Linked DNA regions of Hordeum vulgare: region 1 is linked to region 2. Evidence: chromatin contacts called from public Hi-C data. All regions are on one chromosome and are shown on one strand. Each heading gives the region's core, a stretch centred on a gene start, on an enhancer-like site or on the middle of the called end of the contact. The rest is flanking DNA. Distances are from core to core; before and after follow the strand shown. Region 1 holds the start of LOC123426268 (major pollen allergen Ole e 10-like). Region 2 overlaps LOC123427236.

The links. A called contact is a pair of places that touch in the nucleus more often than the background predicts.
Region 1: a contact with region 2 is called in a Hi-C map of leaf, with 2.9 times the contacts expected there. The contact joins the promoter of LOC123426268 here to the enhancer-like site in region 2. A contact is called at or near these places in 2 of 6 Hi-C or Micro-C datasets (leaf and seedling).

Annotation. Positions count from the first base shown.
Region 1 is chr2H:355,952,456-355,957,295 of MorexV3_pseudomolecules_assembly, reverse strand. It overlaps LOC123426268 (major pollen allergen Ole e 10-like), which reads right to left and starts at 1,567. Exons shown (of 5, transcript XM_045110067.1): 1 at 1,480-1,567; 2 at 1-385. LOC123426267 (pentatricopeptide repeat-containing protein At4g21065) reads right to left here and starts at 3,854. Exons shown (of 1, transcript XM_045110066.1): 1 at 1,102-3,854. The coding sequence starts at 3,818. The coding sequence ends at 2,028.
Region 2 is chr2H:355,351,114-355,355,485 of MorexV3_pseudomolecules_assembly, reverse strand. LOC123427236 reads right to left here. Exons shown (of 23, transcript XM_045111233.1): 21 at 3,218-4,372; 22 at 2,586-2,836; 23 at 2,008-2,404. The coding sequence ends at 2,345. Among protein-coding and RNA genes, the nearest start is that of LOC123427236, 15 kb to the right of the region's middle. Within about 2 kb of position 1,800, at least 2 of the 3 cell types and tissues checked have open chromatin away from gene starts, as enhancers often do. A contact at or near this core is called in leaf, where this site is marked.

The sequences.
Region 1 (4,840 bases), core at 318-2,817, 600 kb before region 2:
AGAGCGGCTTGCGTGTGCTGTGTAGACCAATGCAGATCAGATGCCTTTATGAATATAAAACAACACCGAGAATATCGGATGACTTGAAGGCCAGGAAACCATAGATTCTGCTGCCATGCGGTGGAGATATGCATGCATGGCCATGATTTCTAAAGGGACAAAAGGAAACCAGGCAATGGATTCCACGAGATCTCTCAAAGGGGCCAAGTGCATGCTGTGTTACCTTTACTTTTTTTGCTGTTTCATGGTAGAATGTGTCGGAGCTTCACGAGCAAAAGCTTTTCTTGTGGATTAAGGGAAGAACCTCCATTCACTTTACAAAGCTAGACTCAAGCCTAATGAATGAGGTTTGGTGAACCAGATTGCCTTGACTGACCTACACCACCTGCCAAGTGCCAATGGAACAAATGACATGCTGAAGCATATATATAAGGGAAGTAACAAGGCTTGAAAAAACAAGCAAGCTGCAGTGAAACAGATAAACAGGACAGGTAACATAGCATACTAAATAGAATGGAGCAGCTAGGAGTGAAAAAGAAAAACTGATACAAGGCTCCTCAGCTCGGTCGCCCAACAGGCCAATCCTCATTCCCTGCTAGTAGCTGGCGAGAACTCAATTTGGCTCAGCCACCGCCACATGCGAGAAACTTTATAAGCTTAACAAGAAACCACTGGCACAAAGTGGTGCCAGAAACTTCTTTGAGAATGGAAACTATACTAGCAGAAACCATCAGTGGTGATCCCAATGAGTTGAGACATATGGAACAAAGCAACACCAACTATAAAGTTTAAAGAGGACTTATAACTATAATATTGGGCTAACCTACCTTTGATGTTTGTCATGAAGAAACTTGTATCTTTAGACAATATATAGGGTCTTGCATTCATTTACTGAAAAAGGCATCGTCAAAACACAACCTGATCATGTCCTGCGGACCTACTTTTCACATGCAAATCTACAGCGAATACTTGTCACACAAGGGAAGCCTGCAAGTAACTACAACTGTGTTTGTTGGAATGTAGATTTCGAATCGCAGTCTGGCAAACAGTCATATCTCAGTTTTGTCTCCACTGAAATGATTAATTTTGGTTACATATGGATAACTAAAAGTACTCAAATATATTCAAAAAGTCTGTAACTCGCACATCCTCAGAAAGAATGGATTCATGGGAGAGGTGCCATTTTGGTATCTTACACACATACCAATAATACTAGTTACAGGACCACCCGAAAAACATGCCTCATGTCATTGTCTGTTCAGAAAACAAAATATGGCTCGTGTCGTTGTACTTTTCTTGCTTGTATTCTTTTTCTAGGATCGCCTAGTAAAGCAGGGCAGCCAAGCAGTTAGAACACCGCTGGAAGCTGGTAGAGTCTTTGACCATGCAGACTATTTTAGAGTAGCAATTTCTGAAATACGATAGGCAAGAGGTGCAGCATTAGAATTGTAGCATATACTAGCAGTATCAGCTCCAAACCTGATTTCTGCTGTATCTCTGGTTGCTTCTGTTTCCCGCTTCCACATTTTGTAAGTTGGGACTAGATATGAGAATAATAGATGAGGTTACCCCCACACTTCCTTTCAGAAATTGGATACTGTGGTTGAATCAACAGATGTGTCGACATCTGAACTTCTACAGAACTTGTTATGCAACCAGAACTTGGAAATTTTCATCATAATATTTCCAATGCTAGAGTGGTGCTAGCAGTATCCAGCTTCAACCTTGCTTCCTGATGTGCCATGTCCTGAAGCTTATTTTTTCCACTAGACATCTAATGAGTTAGACCAAGACTAAGATTGCAGCGACCTGTAAGGCTGTAATAGATGAGGTTGCCCCAATGCTTTCACTGCAGTAGTCATGTGCAACAGAAACCATATGCTGTGGTTGAGTCAAAACATGAGCTGTCAACAAATGAAGTTCTACAGAACTGTTCTGCAACCATAAGACACCGCCATTCCCCTGATTATACGGCACGGAACCTCATAAACATTGCATTCATCACTGTCAATCAATACATGAATCAACTACCAATAATCTTTACATGAACATTCCCCCCCTTTGAAATGGTGGAACCTACTGCGATCCCTAACAATGATTTCACGGTCATATACCTTAGATATTAGCTTAATTACCAAATGACAGTCTCCACACATCCTCAAGTTCTTCACTATCCTGATAGGAGAGCCAGGAAGACTCTTCAGCAAGGCAAAGGCAATGGCCAGCCTCTCGCTATGGTAGTTTAAAGCAGTCTCTTTCTCTTCCTCCTCTATATCTGCCAATACATTGCTTGTGCGGGGGACGTAACCTTGGCACCTCAATCTCTCAGCTATCTCGGCTAGCGTTTGGTATATCTGATCACTCTCAGGATGTGATCTATCGCCCATAACGAACTCATACACAGAGTTGCGGAGCTCCACAAGGCTATGCCCTGGGTTTTTCCTCACTCCATGTGTAGCCATTGTCTTCCTAAGCACATGGGCATCTGCCCACCTCCCAACAGCAGCATACAGATTTGAGAGGAGGACATAATCGCCGCTGTGCCCAGGATCAAGCTCAACCAGCCGTGCCCAAGCAGCCTCCCCGAGTTCCAACTTCTTGTGCATAGCACAAGCACCTAGCAATGTCCGCCACACAACAGCGTTGGGCTCCATTGGCATCGTGGTGATATAATTGTGCGCTTCCTCAACTCTTCCAGCTCTTCCCAGCAGATCCACCATACATCCAAGGTGTTCGATCCCTGGTGCTATGCCATACTTGTCCTGCATCTCATTGAAATATCGAAACCCATCGTCGACCAACCCGCAGTGGCTACAAGCATACAGCACTCCTACCATAGTGATATCAGTTGGGATAAGCCTCTCCCTCTCCATCAGACCGAACAGCTCAAGGGCATCCTTCCCAAACCCATTCCCTGCCAAACCCACGATCAGTGACGTCCACGAGACCACGGTCCTTGCCACCCCCATCTCCTCAAACACCTTCCATGCATCCTCAACTCCGCCACACTTGGCATACAGATCAATCAGCGCGTTGCCGACATGGCTGTTCCCTACTAACCCAACCTTGGACGCAAACACATGCACCCTCCTGCCGAGAGTGAGCGCCCCGATCTCCGCACATGCAGTTAAAACACTGACGATGGTGAATCCATCCGGCATGAGGTCCGCCTCCAACGTCTCCCGGAAGATTGTCAATACCTCGTTCGGCCTCCCATTGGCGGCAAACCCGTTCATCACGGAGTTCCAGGAGACGAGGTTCCGCTCCAGCACCGGAATTTCGTCGAACACCCTGTGGGCGCTCTCAAAGAGGCCGCACGCGCCATAGTGGTGGACGAGCGAGTTCTTGACGAACACGAGCGCCACTAGGCCGTTCTTGGCGGCCTCGGCGTGGAGGCTCTCGCCTTCGCGAAGTGCAAGGAGGCGCGTGCAGGCCTGGAGGAGCGGCGGGTAGGTGTGCGTGTCGGGCGGCGCGAGGCGGCGGCGGTGGAGCGCGAGCGCGATGCGTGGGTGCGCCGAGGACGCGGCGATGCGGAGGACCGTGTTGAGGGAGAAAGGGTCCGGGTCGGGGAGGAGGCAGGAGAGGACAGTGACGGCGTAGAGGAGCGGTGGAGGGCCGGCGCGGAGAGAAGCGAGGTGGAAGAGGAGGTGTTTGGCGAGGAGAGGGTGGGAGAGGGGCACGCCAGCCGCACGGAGAGCGCGCGCGTGAATCTGCTTGGCGGCAGCGACGGAGGGAGACGGCAGGTGGAGGCGGAGGAGCGCGACGCAGTGGCGCAGCGCCGGGTGCGTGGAAGGTGCGGGAGCGATTGCCTCGCGCATGGCAATGCCCTGCGCCCGGTAGGGGTTCGTGGTTGCTTTTGGGAGGGAAGGCGGCGCAACGAAAATGGTGTACACTGTAGTAGTTTTTTTTTGTACTGTAGTTTACTAGTCCCCTTGTATTTTAAGTCAAACTTTAACATTTGATTTAACACCAAAAAATAAATTATATACCATAAAAATTGTATCATTGAAAACATCTTTCAAATATGAATCCAGCAATAATGACTTTTGTGACATGCAACTTATATTTTGTTATTTAAACTTAAGGTCAAAATTTGACACAAAATGTGAAGGGGGCCAATAAACCCACACGGAGGTAGTATTAGCTAAATATCCGTGTGTTGCTATCGAAACAATATCTAAAGAAGGTGACGTGGGATCGTTTGCCCTTGCCCATGGTGGTGTCAACTATGTTGTGACAACGTTGGTGTATACCAGGTCCCACCCGAAGAAGGGTGGCGAGATGAGCCGTGGGCTATGGTTTTAGCGTTCCTTGACGATTGTCGACAAATCCAGCAACCCAAGTATTCTTGGGCTCTATCACATGCCGACGATGGATGGGGAACACAGGTGAAAGGGTCGATATGGTTGAGTAGAGGAGGGTGAATAGGCAACTACTAATTTTATCATTTTTTAAGAAATTAGGTTTACCAACAAATATGTTGTCTAGAAATGCAACTAGGTGAGCTATGTGATGCTAACAACACCAACTAGCAAGCAATCAAAGGAAACAACACGATAAGAACTTGCGCAAACTAAAGATAAGAAATAACCACAAGTAAAATCGATGGAGACGAGGATGTCTTAACGAAGTTCCTTCCCTTTGAGAGGAAGTACGTCTACGTTAGAGCGGTGTGGAGGCACAATGCTCTTCAAGAAGCCACTAAGGCTACTGTATTCTCCTCACGCCCTCACACAATACAAAGAGTCGTGATTCTACTAGTGGTGCCCTTGAAGGCGGCAACCGATCCTTTACACACAAGGGTGGGGCAATCTCCACAACTTAATTGGAGGATCTCAAC
Region 2 (4,372 bases), core at 551-3,050:
GCACTCCTTCCTTGAGAACAAAGCAAAGTTATACGCTAATTATCTTTCCTTTCTCATGCAAGTTGGTGCACAACTAGTTCGTTCAAACATAAAGTAAGGCGAACATCCCCACAGAATAAGATCTGCAGTTGCCAATTATGCAGATAGCTGGAAAGCTCGGTGTCTTAAGATTGTGTGCTTCGCTTCGCTGGATAAAATTTGTTTTTCCCTCCTGCTACCGCCAACCAGTTTGCGATAGCACGTCATTGTCAAAATGGCGCTGTCGGACATGTTCTTGTAGCCCACCGTAGAGGGCACAATGAAAGCAACCTTAAAGCTACCAACAAATGCTCTTAAACATGTACTCCCATGATTATAATCATTCATTAGTTCGATTTGTTTAGATGTTGCAAATGTTTCATTCTCGAGAAAACAAGAGTTGAGATACTTGTGGCTGTGCGGCACTCAACTCAAGGGCACGAGAACGCACACGGCCGGCCGGAGAGAGCACCCGTACGGACACGTATCGCATGCTGAGACCAAGCTGCATGGGGAACCTGTTTTCCGGTTTCCTTGTCTTTTCATGTTTTATTTTTATTATTTTCCTCTAGTTTTCCACGGGGAAACGGGTCTACCCTGATTTTCAGTTTCCTGGTCTTTTCGGCCTACAACATGTATTGTAATGGAAAAAGTCCATTTTAAACCCTGAATTCATAGAGGTTCGGCGAATCAAACTCTTAAGTCCGAATCCCTGTCGTTTGCACCCTGAACTATATGATTCCGGTCTAAATTGAACCCTGAGACATAAAAATGCTCACGTGAGAAATGTCAACCGGAATCGGTCCTTTTTTTTTGTTAAACTGCTAAAAAAAGGTTGCCGCATGGTCTAAAAAAATAAAAAACAAAAAAGTGAACACAAAAAGTTTATAAAAACGAAAAAGTTAATAAAAAAAGCTGTCATTTTTCAAAAAATAAAATATATATATATATAAAATAGAATGAATATATATATAAAAGATAGTACGTGCCATTTTAAAATATTGTGAAGTCTGAGAGCGAGATGGACTTGACTGGGCTGGCCCAGTCATTTCCGCGTGTGCCCCTCGCAGCGCAGCCAATCCCGGTCAAATGAACAATCCCGGTTTGTCAAACAAACCCAGCGTTCTTTTTAGACCGGGATTGCATAGTCTAGGGTGCAATCGACAGGGATTTTGAGTAGGAGGTTCATTTCGTCGAACCTTTACAAATTCAGATTTTAAAATAGACTTTTTCCTATTGTAACACTAGGTTAAGAAAGGAAACACGGAGTGTGCTATGCAATGAGCACACACGCAATATAGTAGGGAGCACAGAGTTACTACGCGTGGAGTATACTGTCAATTACTTTCACTGTTTTTAAATACTTGTTGAAAAAAGCTAGATTAGTTTTCTCCAATAACAAATGTTATGATATAGAAGAAGTACACAAAAGGAAGGCACAAAGTGCACTACGCGCGAAGCACAAGTTACAAATTGTTTTTCGATTGGATCAGCTTAAGCGATAAATTGTTTTGAAATCGGATCTAAAAAAAACATGTTCCATCCATCCCCGTCCATGGGAGAATAACCCACCAAAATTTCTTCATGATTTTAGGGGAGTTTTTGGATAATCTTTGCAAAGGGCCCAAAAATTCTTGACTAGACTGGTGATTTCGGAGATTTTTTTCTATCGCCAAATGAATGAATTGTTTTCATTTTCGTCCTGTATGTGGAACATGAACCAGAGGCCAAGGCCCATGCTTGCTTAGCATTCACTCATTTCACGCGTCATTCATACAATGGAAAAGGGAGAATAGCCAAAATGCCGCTAGTTGAAACCACAAGTGCCAAAAGCACGGTCGGCCTAGTAGTACCCTGCTTCCCCGGACTTCAGCAAGCCCCGGTTTGTTATCCATGCCCTTTTCATATCATGTATGGTGTGTAAAATGTTCCAGCAAGTAGATAATACCAAATTAAGGTGGGGTAAATGACAACAGACAACAATTTAAATTAAGGTTAACTCAGCCAAATGCTGTTCATTGGCATAAATCATAAGTCTTATAGACGGTACATTCAGAATTTTAGACTCACAAAATCTTCCAGAATAGCAATATATAAACACAATAAAAGAAACAACAGCTAGGCAACAAGTCCATCTACAATCTACAATGCTTAACTTATTCCTCTTCCGCCGCCTGCTTGCGCCTTCTGAGCTCTTCTGCTATGTCGAGCTCCAAGCCTAGTCTTGCAGATAGCAAACTAGATTTCTTCAGATTTGCATCAGTCAAACTAATTTTGAGCTGGATCCAAGTTTAGCGAATGTACGCATGTACCAGAGGCGCTTCAGTTAGCACTTGCTGTGTTTTGGCCTTTTCAGCAGCTTGTGGCTAGGTGCGGCGTGGTCATCCTGCAAAACATGCGGCTAAGAACGTAAAGTACACTAAACCAGGAAATTTGCAGTACCGTACAGCGGGTGCACCAGGTCCTTTTTTTTTTGCTATTTTCCTTTGACTCTAACCAGGTTGGTTTTTACAAAAGCATCTCTATGAAATGAAAGCCTGACATATAGTTTTTGTCTAAATTCTCACCTTATATAGTGATGCCGCAGAATCAGACTTCATGGCTTGATACTGGTTTTGACCAAGAGACTGGACAGTCTCAAGTGCATCTACTGTAAGCTGCCAGCCACAAAATGCTGCACTATTTGTGCTGGAACCAGTATTCATAGTGCAAGCAGTGGCAACATATCCATTAACCCATGGACAATAGTTGTTGTGATGCTTGATTGGATCAAACTCTGGAAGACCCGTTTCAGAATCATTTTCCCCATTCGTTGCTCCTGAAATACAAATGACAAAATGTAAATAACATATTCACAATAAGATTAAATTTACTGAATGCCACAAAATGCAAAATTCTATTAAATTTACTGAATGCCACAAAACGCAAAATTCAGCATCCAAGCATAGGTCATATACAGGACCACAGCTTGGCAGTCATTTGACTAAGTATGGGATGCCAAACTGCTACCGGGTCAACTGTCAAGTCATCAACATCTTGAATTCTTGATGACAAATATTTTAGTTGATAAATAAATTGTCGCAATGATGTATACTTTTCAGCTCAGAAGCACCTCATATAAGATTTGATTAATATGGTTTAACAAAATCAGGCATATGTAACGTGTAAGCACAAAGAGAATAGTTAGATGCTCAAGTACCAAGATCATTTCCTGGGTCATACTCGTCCTTCGTCAGCATTTTACCAGTCTGGGTCACTTCATCTTTAGATAAATCAATGCCAGAATAAACTCTTGCATTGCAAGAAAGGGAATGTTGCAGGTTACTCTCCTGGCCTCTGGCGTGGCTCATCTTCTCTCCACTCTCGACCGAATCAGCTTTAGTTGAACCACTGTCCACTCGACCCACTAACTGAGATGCCACATCGTGGCTATCACCCTGAGGCTCTTCTCGACCAGCATCCTCAGGGACAAACTCATCCATCATTCCAGGTCCAGGAGCTGACTCACCAGTATGACCCATGGTTTCAGTAAGCTCGGGAACTGGTTCCACATCTCCAACAACGCTCTCAGTTTTATGTCCAGAAATCTCGACTCCGTGAATTTCGGCTTCATGACTAGCACCCATTCCAACACTGCCTCCACTAACTCCAAGGCTAAGTTGATCCCTAGCAAAAGCAGGGGCTGTTTCTGCATTGAGGACTTCTTCCCCTCCATTCATACTACTCCCTCCTATATCTCTTGCATTACTGTCAGCAGCAGGCTGTACAAAATTGCTTTCCTGTGCTTGGTTGCTACAATTGAGATCCAATGTGTCGCTCATTCCACCACTCCTGAGTGCACTTGAAGGCTTCTCAACATCATCACCATCACATGGATGGTACTCAACACTCTCCATTGAATTTTCCTCCGCACCGTGAATAATATTCATTGCAATAACAGAAGATGCCCTCATGGAGTCCCTAGCAGACGAATTGCGAAGGGCAGATGGACCCTCAGCTTTAGATGGCTCAAATCTGTTGACATCTATATCCAGCTCAAGACTTAAATTTCTGCTGGGACCAGCTCCGGAAGAAGATGGACGGTTGACATCAAAAAGATTAAAGCCACGAGGCCTTTTGTTCCGAATATCTGAATTTTGTACAGCATCATCAACTTCATCACCGTCGCGGTCAATTACAGTTCCTTCTATACTGTCAGCAGGCTGAAGCCTGTTTATTGGCTTATCAGCTGTACTCCCACCTTCCTCCAGATTACGCTTCCTCGAACTGGGGCCACGAGATTCAAACGAGGCTGCATAGCCACCAATCTCACTTCCGGTAGGCTGACCGATCATCAGATCTATTCCCATCCCCA